2 separate regions of the Gossypium arboreum genome follow, and region 1 is linked to region 2. Evidence: chromatin contacts called from public Hi-C data. All regions are on one chromosome and are shown on one strand. Each heading gives the region's core, a stretch centred on a gene start, on an enhancer-like site or on the middle of the called end of the contact. The rest is flanking DNA. Distances are from core to core; before and after follow the strand shown.

Region 1 (6,125 bases), core at 3,244-5,743, 380 kb before region 2:
CTTGACTTATACCGTGTCAATATAACTTACCATTTGAACTATTGCTCTCATGCATCTCAAACACATATACCTAAACTTATACATATTTGACCATAACTTATCCATACATATCTAGCTTAATTCCATACCAAATTATACCATAATTGACCATTGAAACTACACCATCACATACCCAATTTGTCATTCAAAACATACATCAACTTAGCCATAAAGCACCAATCATCAATGCATCTAAGTACCATAAGTACATCAACCATAATAACATATACATGCCAAACATAATAACTAGATCATTAAACACAAGTCCACCTATACATGCCATTATGGCCTTGACCAAAACATCAAAATCTACCGATATAATTGCTAGATGTTTGATAGAACTCCGACGAGCTTCCAAACTGATCGAGCTTCTGATAATCTGTAAAGTGAATGAAAATAACAATATAAGCAATGAATGCTTAGTAAGCTCGTATAATCTTTAAACATAATATTCCATTTCAATGATAAACTTTATAGGATAATTATAAACCTATACCAATGTCATAGGATTTATAAAATTACATAACCATCAACCCATAAATGAGAAAATCCCTCAACATCACGTATACTTTCCATTCATGACATATTAAGATCTTATAAGTTGTATTACATAATCATCAACCTTTTCTTAAGACTATGAAACATTCCATTTACTTATTTACCATTTCATTTACTTAGCATAAGCTGAAATAACATTATCAATTCACGTATTAGTGTGTTTATTCATAACGTAAGTAAATTCATTTATAGTATAAGTAAATTTTTCACATATAAGTACGTCATTCAACTCATCAATCCTTTTATCATATTACATCTCAATTATGAATTTATCGTTTTATTACCTATTCTTACCCGTACCATTTGCATAGTACAAGTCATAAGCATAAATATCATCATCGATACACAATTTAGTGCATTTATACATAACTATTTTGGGATCAACCACATGATAAGCCATTTCATAAAAAATATATATCTTTTGATTCATGCAACCTGTTCATGAACATAAGCATATTTACATTTGGAAACTTACCATTTCAAAGTATATCATTAAGATTAAGCATGATATAATCCAACCATAAGCTTGGCACAAGCCTAAGCACCTCCACAGCATATATTAGTACACCAACTCATAACTCACTTGAATTAACATAAGATAATTGATTATACATGAACATCACTTTAAAAAATCAGTTTCATGAACATAGACATACTTTAAACGAACATTCCCTTTTCATTTATTTTCATAGATTCATGACAATAATCATTTGAATACTTACTGTTTCTTTCCTTTTCATGCCCATTGAACCGTTTAGAATATCATTAGATATGCGGGATAGCTCACACAAAGTGTGCTAAACATATAACCGTAACATTTCATTTCCTTTACATCATTGCTCACATGAGCTGTGGGTTGGAATGTAAGCTGCACGATGTTGCTCACATGAGATGTGGTGTATCCGCAAAAAATGAAGAACCTCATCCATCGGTAGGACATTCAAGACCAGCACCCGAAACATGAAAACCCTAATGACATGTAATTTGTATCCTACGAATTCCTAAGGTTCAAACGGGGCTTGGTAGACATCATGGCATTATTGGATTTTCATCATTCAATTTACATAGCATTTAACATATCAACATATAATTTACAATAACATCAAAGCGGTATTTAATCGTACAAACTTACCTGGCTAAATTATAGAAATGACTAAGTATAGGGGTTATTTGGTAATTTTCTCTTCTCCTCGATTTTTCAATCGTTCTTGACCTAAATTAACAATTTCATTCAATTTATTAATTTAGACAGCAAAACCAATTCATTTTATGCAATTTAGTCCCTTTTGACATTTTTACAAAATTTCCCTCAACTTTTTCCTTTTTATTTAATTTAGTCCTTATGTCCTAATCATGCAAATAAACCAATTTTACTGAAAATTCATACTAGCCAAATACTAATAGCAGCCATTACTATCCACATTTGTCACAATTTCACACCAAGTCTTTGTAGTTTTACTATTTCAACAATTTAATCCCTAATCGTTAAATTCATCAAAATCACTTAACAAAATACTTATAAATAACAACTAATACCTCAAATTCATCATTTAACATATAAAATCACAAAGATTCATCAATGACAACATTCAAAATCTTTAACTATTTCAACAATGAAGACAACATTCAAAGTCTTTAACTATTTCAACAACGAAGGTACGAACTAGCTGTACTTAGTTGCAACGATCTCAAAAATATAAAAATTAAAAAAAGGAGATCAAAATGAACTTACATGCATCATCCATAGTAAGACCAAAGCTTGGAGCTTTTCTATTTCCATTTCCATGGTGACATTCGGTGTATAAAGAAGAAAATCAAATGATAATGCCTTATTGTTTTATTTTATTACATTTTAATTAGTTTTATTTTAATTAATAAAACATATATATTCATACTAAAACAAAGCCAACGGTTCCACTTTTTAACAATGGTATATTTGCCTCATAAACCTTTGTACTTTGTCCAATTATCTTATTAATTAATAGAGACTTGCTTTTGTAACTTTTATAATATATTTTTTTTTAATTAATTAACTATCTAAATATTAAAATTTTTAACGAAACTTTAATACAACCTTACTAACACTCAGTAAATATTTATAAAAATATTCATGGCTCGGTTTATAGAAACGAAGTCCCGATACCTCATTTTCTAAAACACTTGACTTTAAGGTTTTACCACTTGAACCTAATTGTTCATTCAAATAGCATAAGTTGCTAATATAAAAATTTATTTTAATATCATATTTGACTCGTAAATATTAAATAATAACATTTACTGAACTTTTTCTTCAATTTTTAAAGTAGTTTAGCTTAATTGGTTGTATTTATCTTTTTCACCAAAAAAAACTAATGCATAATTACTTATTGTCAAAATTAAATTAAATAAAATTTCACAGCCACATCAGCACTATTATATTTCATTAGAAAAAAATTAATCTGATTCAAAATTAAAAATTAAAAAATAAATTATCAAAATTGTAAATGATCAGGGTAGTTTTATTAATATACCTAAAAATAAAAGTAATAAAATGAAAATCGAACCTTTTTTATTTGGAAATTTACTACTCGAATTATTAGATACAGATTCTTCATCAACAGTTGAAAGTAGTTAGGTCTTGGCTCCACGACAAATGAACTTTGTGTTTGATAGCGTAATCAATTGCCCTACTTTACTGGTGACCCAATTTTGCGTTATAAATTAGGCAGGTAGCAGCTTAATTAAACCCTCTCTCTAATTAATTTATTAACTCAGTTTAAAGGCCTACAAACTTGCTTCAACGTGACCCCACTTCTTTATACAACATTTGGATGCACTGTTTCCACATACTTGTTGGTTTCTAAACAGCATATGTGCTATTGATTTACAACAAATATTTTATTTCATTCGAAACAAACTGATTACATAATGTTTGATTTTTATTTCAATCTACCTGCAATTAACTTGTATCTTATATCATCATCAGCATCAACTTATTTTCTTTTCTCAGAAAAAAACTTGGAACCGAAAGCTTTGATTTTCCCATCGACCTAACCAACTCCCCCGGAAAATCATATCAACTAAATCCACATTCATAGATATTATAAATACCTTTCCAACCAATGAATATCACGACTTTACTCGGGGTTTCATTGGAAAGCTTCAAAATAAATTATTTAAGCTAATATAGTAGCTAAGTAAACAAGTGATGTCTAAAAGCAATTGAATTGGAGTTTTTGATTGATAAATATGAAATACAATTAGTTAAGATTAGTCAACTTTTGCTTAGAACATGCAATGGCAAAAAAAAAAAAAAGAGAGATGGTGGGGGTGGTTTGGGTGAATGTGAGATATCTTTCATGTTTAGGGCACCAATTTTGAACTTCATTATATATAAAATTTTAATTAAAGATTAGTGTATATAGAACAGAAAAGGGTGGGCTGAAAGTTAGTAAATTGAGAAGGGGGCAAGGCGAAGGCGAGGTGGAGGCGTCAACACAGTTATATTAAAGGGTATCAATCACATGGGTTAGGTTATGAGAAGAAACGTAGGAGTGTTTTCCTTTGTTGTTTGTGCATGTGGAAATGCCCCCTTTCCCACTTTTTTTTCGGTGTTTATTATAATGGGAGACAGATAGATGCCACCTAAAGCTGGCTAACCTCCAAACGTGTATATGGGTTTCTATTTGACTCGGCTCACATCCATGTGAGGCTTCGTCTACTTCAACCTTCTTTCTTTCATTTTTTTTACTTGTATTGAACTTAAATTAACTTATTAACTGGTAGCACTAAACCTGATTAAGGAAAGGAAAGACTAAGCCCGAGACCATCACAGTAAAAGCAAGGAAGACAAGTAATGTGGTGAAGAAGCCAAGTTACCCAATTTATATCTGTAACAACAAAGGAGAAAGATAGCGATTATCCAGTTCAATTACTGGGGTACTCCAGCAATCAGCCGAATGATTGATTAAGATGGGGTGGGTCATCAAGTTTTTGACGATCAGATTCAAAAATAACTTGCATTGGTCAACTTCAACAGATAATGCATGCAGGAACGATTAGACTCCCACATCAATTAATTAAACCACCACATTGGTCACTACCATTAAAACCCAGACAGACATGGGATCAAAAGAAGCTTCGCAATTCAACTTAAGAAACAAGCAAAGCAGGTTGCCTTTCCCATTCAGCAGAGAAGGAAGGATTTGGGGGAATCAAGACAATTTGAGAGGTTGTGAAATGGGCCGCTTCGTTGTTGGGAAAATTGGACAACCAACACTACTGGAACCTATCCGCCTGACCGCCGATAGGCAGGTTGTTGGAAGCCCATCCAAAACATGCAGGCTGGGTCAAGGCCCACCCTTGACCATCTCCACGAACCAATTACATTTTCTGCTTCTTATTAACGCCAAAAATCAATACTAGCCGAATCACCTTATCTTGATCGAATTTACTTATTTCGACTGGTTATCTCAACTAGGACAAAATCCTATATATTATTATTGTATCTCTCCATTGCGATTGAAAGACCTCACCAAATTGACCATCACTTACAGAAAACATGATTTCGTCAAATGTTGTATGATTACAAGCACGTGGATTCATACATAATTTACACGTAGGCTTCACCCACACAATTCCCGCAAGGCTTAGGGGCAATAAGCAAAAATGGAAAATTAATCTTTTAGTCCCCATAAATAATATATTTATAAATTTATATATAGTAAACTTATAAATTAATCACACATTTTAGTAAGTATTTTAATGCTCTAATTTTTTTCAGTTACACGACGACATGCATTCACAAATCCATTATTAACATACCACATAGATCATGATATTTCAATCAGGCAAGCACATAGACTAGCATTGCCATTAATAATTTTTAAATCAAACAACAAAAAATATATGGTTAGAAAAACTTTTTCTTATGAAAGTATATTTTTAATCATTATAATCTTATCTCATTTGAAGGAAACTTTTACTTTAACTTTTCCTAATAATATGGTAGAAACCAAATAGATTTGAAATTTAGGAATATGAAACATCTCACTTAGTATAAGGTATTTCTAGACGGAGGTTTGAACATAACCTAGCATTTTCCAAGCACATATGCAGTTTCCAAAGTTTCTAAGATAGAACAACCTCTTCTCATTCTTCCACTTTAGAGTCGAACATAAAGGCATTTTAATTATCATGAATGTATCGAGTGGCACCACTATCTATCACCTACTCTTTTAGATTAGTCATGATATTGACTTAAGAATTACCAAGAAAATTATATCATTTGCTTCGATCAAATTGACATTTGGTTTAATAAAATTATAATTTTTCCATTCTTGATTTCTGCACAAAGTTATATAGTGGTGCAGTTTGTCATCACAATTGGATACTGGAATAGTAAATGTAGTTGATGAATAAAGCACTAGGTAGGTTCCCAAGAAAGAGAGGTGGTGTACATGACACTCTGAAGTACCAAGTCTTTCCTAGCCAAAACTATTCTTAGACATGCATTTTCACATTATCACACTTATTTCCAGCAATCAACT
Region 2 (6,105 bases), core at 1,390-3,889:
GTTCACCACTGGCTTGCCCACGTACTTTGCAGCTATTGCTGATATACGATCAATCTACATTGTTTCCATCCAAACGTTAGAAAACTACAAAAACAAATACTATGAACGTTGTAAAAATATAATAGGATACCTCTTCCCTTAATCGAGAATTCTCAAGTCTGAGATGATGTTCATCAAATGACATTTGTCCAACAGCAGTTGGACCTCCACAATTTGGGCATGAAGCAGTGCTCAAAGCTTCCCTATATCGCATGTTGTCAGCCCTTAGCTTCTCGTTCTCAGTTCGCAGCTGTGTGTTTTCGTGACGCTCATGCTGAGTCTGTACAAGAAAACCATTGACGTTTAAACAAAAATGAGCAAAGCTTAGCAAGGTTAGTTCCCATTGACGTTTTACTATAAATATAGTTATACCTTCATTTGTGTGCGCTTATTTTGGAACCAGAATTTGACTTGCAACGGTTCTAACCCTAACTCACGCCCAAGCTCCTTCCTTTGCTTGTCATCTGGGTGTGGACACTCTTTGAAAAATCTATAAAACAAGGAACAAAATTTTCAAAGAAAGAAGAAGCTTTTTAGCATATGTTGAATAAATTAACGAGTTAAATTAAAAATGTTTTTAGCTTACGCCTCCATTTCTTGGATCTGATGCTGGGTATGGCGATGATAACGCTTCTTTTTGTTGGGACGAGGATCTTGATCGTCTCCAGAGCCACCTAATTCATGATTTTCGCTACCAGATTTGTTTGTACTGTCGAATTCTTCGTCTCTCATTCGAGCAATTTCACTTTCAGAAGCGTTTTGGGTCATCTCAAGAGGGTGGAGTTGACCTTCCATCATGTTGTTAGGCTGCTGGAACATTATCTAACAGATCTTTAAGAGTCCGAACCTTATGGTTTTTCAATCTAACATTCATAATCGAAAAAGAAAATCCCACTCAAAAAACTAAAATAAAAATCCCATCTCCCACATATGGAAAAAAAAAAACGAAGGTTGTTCAGGGGGAAAAAAATGGTAAGCAAAAGGCAAAATCAAATTAGATTTGAGTGTACGGATTTATATATGATAAGTAGACTAAATTTATATGCGACAAACGCATGTTTTGGCAGTAATTTGACTAATGAGGAAGAATCAGGGGAGCTAGATTCATGGGCAAAAAAAGGATTTACGCGTTTCTCAAATACCGAGAAGGATTTTGCTTGGAATAGCAAAATATGACCAAAATCACTTTGAAAAACACATTTTCTTGAGTTCCAAACAGTGGAAAAGGAGAGACAGATTTATTGTTTCAAGTACTGTAATGGGGAGAAAAGATAATACGAGGAAATACCCATTAATCTGTTAAGGTTTAAGATATCGAAAAAGGGGAAAATCTGAAGAGATTAAGCACAAAAAATGACAACTGCAAAGACTAAGAAGAATCCCTTAGAAATCAGAGATTTGAAACGGTAGGCAATGGATGAGAGAGAAAAATATTTAGTTCTAAGTTCTAACCTGACCAAGTGTAAGTCCTGAGGATGTTCCATATCCACTAACGCTCCCGTTTCCGGTGATCATCGACGGCATGTTTCTTGCCGGGATCATTACTCCGGCTGGCATGATGTTTCAGAATCCCAAAAGCCTTATCCAATATTTGTTCATATATCAATGTGTTCTTCCTTTTAGCAGCTGAAAAGGTTCTCGTCCCTTCAGCTTATATTATAGTATATTTATCCTTATAGAATATCTGATTCTTACGTGCCAATGTAGGAGTAGGAGAGAATCTATAGAAGAAGAATGTTGAAATGTTGACGATTTTGAAAAAATCCTCTCATATGTAACGTTCCAACCAAGATCACGGAGAATCCAACTATGCCTTCTTTGTCAGTCTCCAAACCAACTCTCTTTCCTTTTCCGTTCATCGGCTATGTCTGCATCATTTCAGAATAAATAAATACAAAACGTAAGATGAAGAAAAACATAAGGGAATTTTGAGCTTATCAAGGCCAAAAAAAGAGACCGAAACACTGTAGACAAAACTTGGTTGCATATAAATTTTAGACCTAATAAAGTAGATCCCTCGAAAAGCCACAGGGAAAGGAGGAGATACGGATCTGCTTCTAGCCCTCGTTACCTGTAACTAATGGTTTTCCTGCGAAAGCAGCCTTTACCGTTTGAGCTATAAAGGTATATATAAGAAGTAGGTTTTAAGGGGCGTAGGTGTAGGAACAAAGTGACATACGAAGGAGATGAAGTTGCAGAAGATAAAGGAGAAGAAGATGAAGATGAAGATGAAGATGAAGAAGATAGAGTGAAGAGATGGAGAAAATTGTGGCTGCCAAAGAGTTAATGCAAAGCGTATTGAGAGGGTGCAATTGCATTTAATGGAGGGAAGCTGTAAACATTGAGAAAGAGATAGAGAAAGAGAGAGAATTTGAGGCTCTTCAAAGGATTAATCTTTTTTTTTTTTCAATTCAATTCACCCCCCAAAAGAGTTTCACAGTAATGGTGCAACGAATGACGGCTACCAATAACCTTCATAATTTTGGGGTCTTTTTTTTCATCTCCCTTTGTTACCTTTGGATTTATTTATTTACTCTCTTCACCTTCTGTTACGAAATGGGTTTACTTCCATGTTATTATCTCACTTTTTCATAATGTGAAAATCTCTTTCTTTCATTAATGGTGAAGAGGAAAAGGTTGGCATCAAGTTTTCCTTTTTAATCATGATTTAGATTCCACAGCATGTTTTGAGGGATCATGACATTCATTCATGCTGAAATATATATGTTCTAACTTTATATCCACACAACAAATCAAATTTAAAGATTCTGCATGAAAAATTCTTGGATGTTTAATTTTATTGATATAATATATGTATCAACCCACAAAGAAAATGGTAAAATATCTACATCAATTTCTGTTTATTATGTAGTTAAACATTTTGTTTATCTAAATGAGAAAACAACTTATTTTTTACAAATTAGTTTAATCAAAATGTCAAATTAATTTAATTGAATTTTATTTCTATTAATATTGTTAATATTGCAACAACTTAAAAAGTATATAGGTTAACACGATTAAGTAATATATTCTAATTCGAAATTGGATAATGTTACTATTATAATATTTTGTTTAAGGAACGATGAATTTTTGAAAAAAATAATGAACATTTTATGCATATTATTAACATTATTCCTATGATACACACAGAAAGAAAAATAACATGTTAAAAACTATATATTTATCTTATGTTTTTTATTGATGTACGAGTGCATAAATTTGAATGCGTTGAAGTATGTTTATCTCTTATTTAAAAGTTGGAAAGGGTTTAAAAAAAAAAGAGTGAATAGTTTTTTTAACCTGATTTTGTTTTTATCGAGAAAAAAAAGAATTTATTTTTATAAAATAAAAAAAAGTTACCAGTAATTTATGAAAAAGTATAAGTGGGCTTTTTTTTAAAAAATTAATTTGATGCATTTTAGGTTGAAATTACTATTTTTAATTGATTTAAATTAATGTTAAATGAAATTTTAGTGAAGTTGATCTCACTAACTTATGGCATCAAATTAAATATTAGTGTAGATATAATATGTTGAGAATCCTTAAAAGAATAGTGATTAGCAAAATGGTATTAATAAAATGTAGTTGCTATGTTAACGGTATGAATAAATGTGAGAAGGAATTGGCATGTAGGTTCCTTTATTTAATTTGTTATTCTTTAGTGCAATTAATATTGAGGATAAAATCGAATAATCATCTGAATTTTAAGCCCCTCAATCAATGTAACTTTTTTTTTTATAAATGTGTATTATAAATTAACAAAAAAGTAGGGTTTCAACTTTAATCATCAGAATACTAAATAGAAATTAAGATGTTGATTATGATACAAAATTAGTCAGTGAAGAATGTAATAATATGAATTTCAATTAAAATGTCAATGGTATATAAAAGCCATAAATCATAAATGCCCGTGTAATGCATCTATTATTGTAGAGAAGGTGAAATGTTTAAATACATATATTTATCTATATATAGATATCATATTCGTGGACACCCAAAGTTATACACACTCTTAATATATTTTTGCAATTAAATAAATGATTTCGTAAAATTAAAGCTTTCATTATCCATATCTTGCAATTAAACGTCCTAGAAAATGATGTAATTCAATTCATTTATACATTGACTATGTCGTTGTTGAGGTCAACCCAATGTTTAATAATTTACATTAAAAAGGTTTCGTATATATGATATGATGCACGCCAAGTATAATGATTTTTGCCATCACTACTTGAATATTACATGTATAATGCTAAGGAATCACCTTTTTCCCTCATTTAATATACCTTCAATAACAAGAAAGACAAACTATTCCAAATATTAAATAATCTTATTATAACCTTCTTCCTAAATTTTACTCTTAATTACACATATATTGCATATTATTGTAATTAATAAGTCTCATTAAATTTAATGTAATTGAATATCAAGCTTTTTTCTTCAATTCTTATGTGAAAAGTGAAAATTGGAGCGGTTAGTAGCAATGGAAACTAGTCAACGGTTGGGGGTGTATTACGCAACTCTTTTGGTAACTAGATTGTAGGGATTTAAAGACTTGTTGGGAGGGTTCAACTATAGTTTCTGAGCTGTGGATGATTCTACATGGATTAGAAATAACTTAAAGAAGAGGTTACACTAAGGTGATAAATGAATCTGATTGAATGATGGTTGTGGATATGATTAAGGAATGCTCTAGAAGTACACCTTCAATTACTCTTATTAGGAAAATCAAAGAAGTGTCTCATCAGGTTCCAACAATTAAATTCCAATTCGTGAATAGAGAACGGAATATGGCTGTTGATTGGCTAACTAAACCATGTCTTTTTAATGATATTAACTTAGTTTATATTGATGTTCCTACACCTCATGTTAAGAGGCTACTATTATAAGACATATTAGGTGATTCCCATGTATGAATAAATTGATTTAAGGCAGTGTATTGCTTCTCTTATCTATAAAAAATACAAATAATTATAATCAAATCCAAATACGTTATAACTTTCCAAGCACATCAAACATGATTTAAATTTCAAATGTTATTTTTATACAATAATATTAGTATTTTAATCTTAGGATAAAACATTTATTTTTAAAATATAAATATATTTTAATTTAATAATCTTGAATTTTTATTTATGAGAAAAAATTCCATACATTTTAACCTACTAACTATTTAACTAAATTACATAATATTTCTTATAAATTATTTATACTAAGACTCCGTTTCTTTCACTAAAAATGGCTTCCGTAAAATCTTTTACATGTAAACAAACAAACTCTTAGAGTTTATAATGGAATTGGACGCTATGAATATATATAAATTTAATTTTAATATAATATTTGGTAATTTAATTTAATTTTGTTAATTTAGTACTTAAGTTTTTATTTTAATTTTGATGCCTAAATTTGTAAAATGTTATATAAATTACTCAAAACAATAATTGTGTTAGTTTTTTTTTATGAAGGAACCAAATAGCTAAAATATGACTAATATGTGGTAGATGGCATGTGATTCAAGGGCAAGAGTTATTGCATTTATTTGGAGTTTCCTCTATTTTGCTAAACAATATCTTAAAGTTTACTTTTCATTGGGCCTGCGATTACTTTGACTGCTAATGGCAAGAATGATTAGAGAAGGATTTCATGCTTAAAGTGTGATTGGTCTTCACAATGTCCTCAATTTCATAAAAGTATCGTCAATATTAGAGAAAATTCGTATTAAAAAATTATGCTTTGAGCTATGCTTTATGAATAAATATTGAAGAAGAAAACAAGAGTTTTAAAAACCAAAATTAAAGAAATTCAATATGTTATATAAGAAAATAAACTAAAATAAATAAACTAAAAGTAATAGAACATTTAATATATAAAAAGGCAATTCCGTTTCTTTTGTTATATGTTGCTTATACATTGATTATTTTGCTCCATCATAAAAAATTAATATTGTTAGTATATTAGAGTAATTTATATAATATTTGACAATATTACGTACCAAACTAGGCAATAAAAACTTAGGTACCAAATTAAGAAAATATGTCAAGTTTAGATACCAAATTACATAATAAA

What was found. Hi-C and Micro-C count contacts between places; a contact is called where the count stands out from the background.
Region 1: a contact with region 2 is called in a Hi-C map of leaf, with 2.3 times the contacts expected there. The contact joins the enhancer-like site here to the promoter of LOC108479877 in region 2. A contact is called at or near these places in 2 of 5 Hi-C or Micro-C datasets (both in leaf).

What each region holds. Positions count from the first base shown.
Region 1 is chr3:41,270,974-41,277,098 of ASM2569848v2, reverse strand. No RefSeq gene overlaps it. Among protein-coding and RNA genes, the nearest start is that of LOC128290399, 4.6 kb to the right of the region's middle. Within about 2 kb of position 4,493, at least 2 of the 2 cell types and tissues checked have an H3K27ac peak or open chromatin away from gene starts, as enhancers often do. A contact at or near this core is called in leaf, where this site is marked.
Region 2 is chr3:40,893,668-40,899,772 of ASM2569848v2, reverse strand. It overlaps LOC108479877 (homeobox-leucine zipper protein HDG2-like), which reads right to left and starts at 2,639. Exons shown (of 14, transcript XM_053025670.1): 1 at 2,040-2,639; 2 at 1,735-1,907; 3 at 1,492-1,665; 4 at 626-846; 5 at 412-529; 6 at 131-319; 7 at 1-54. The coding sequence starts at 1,596.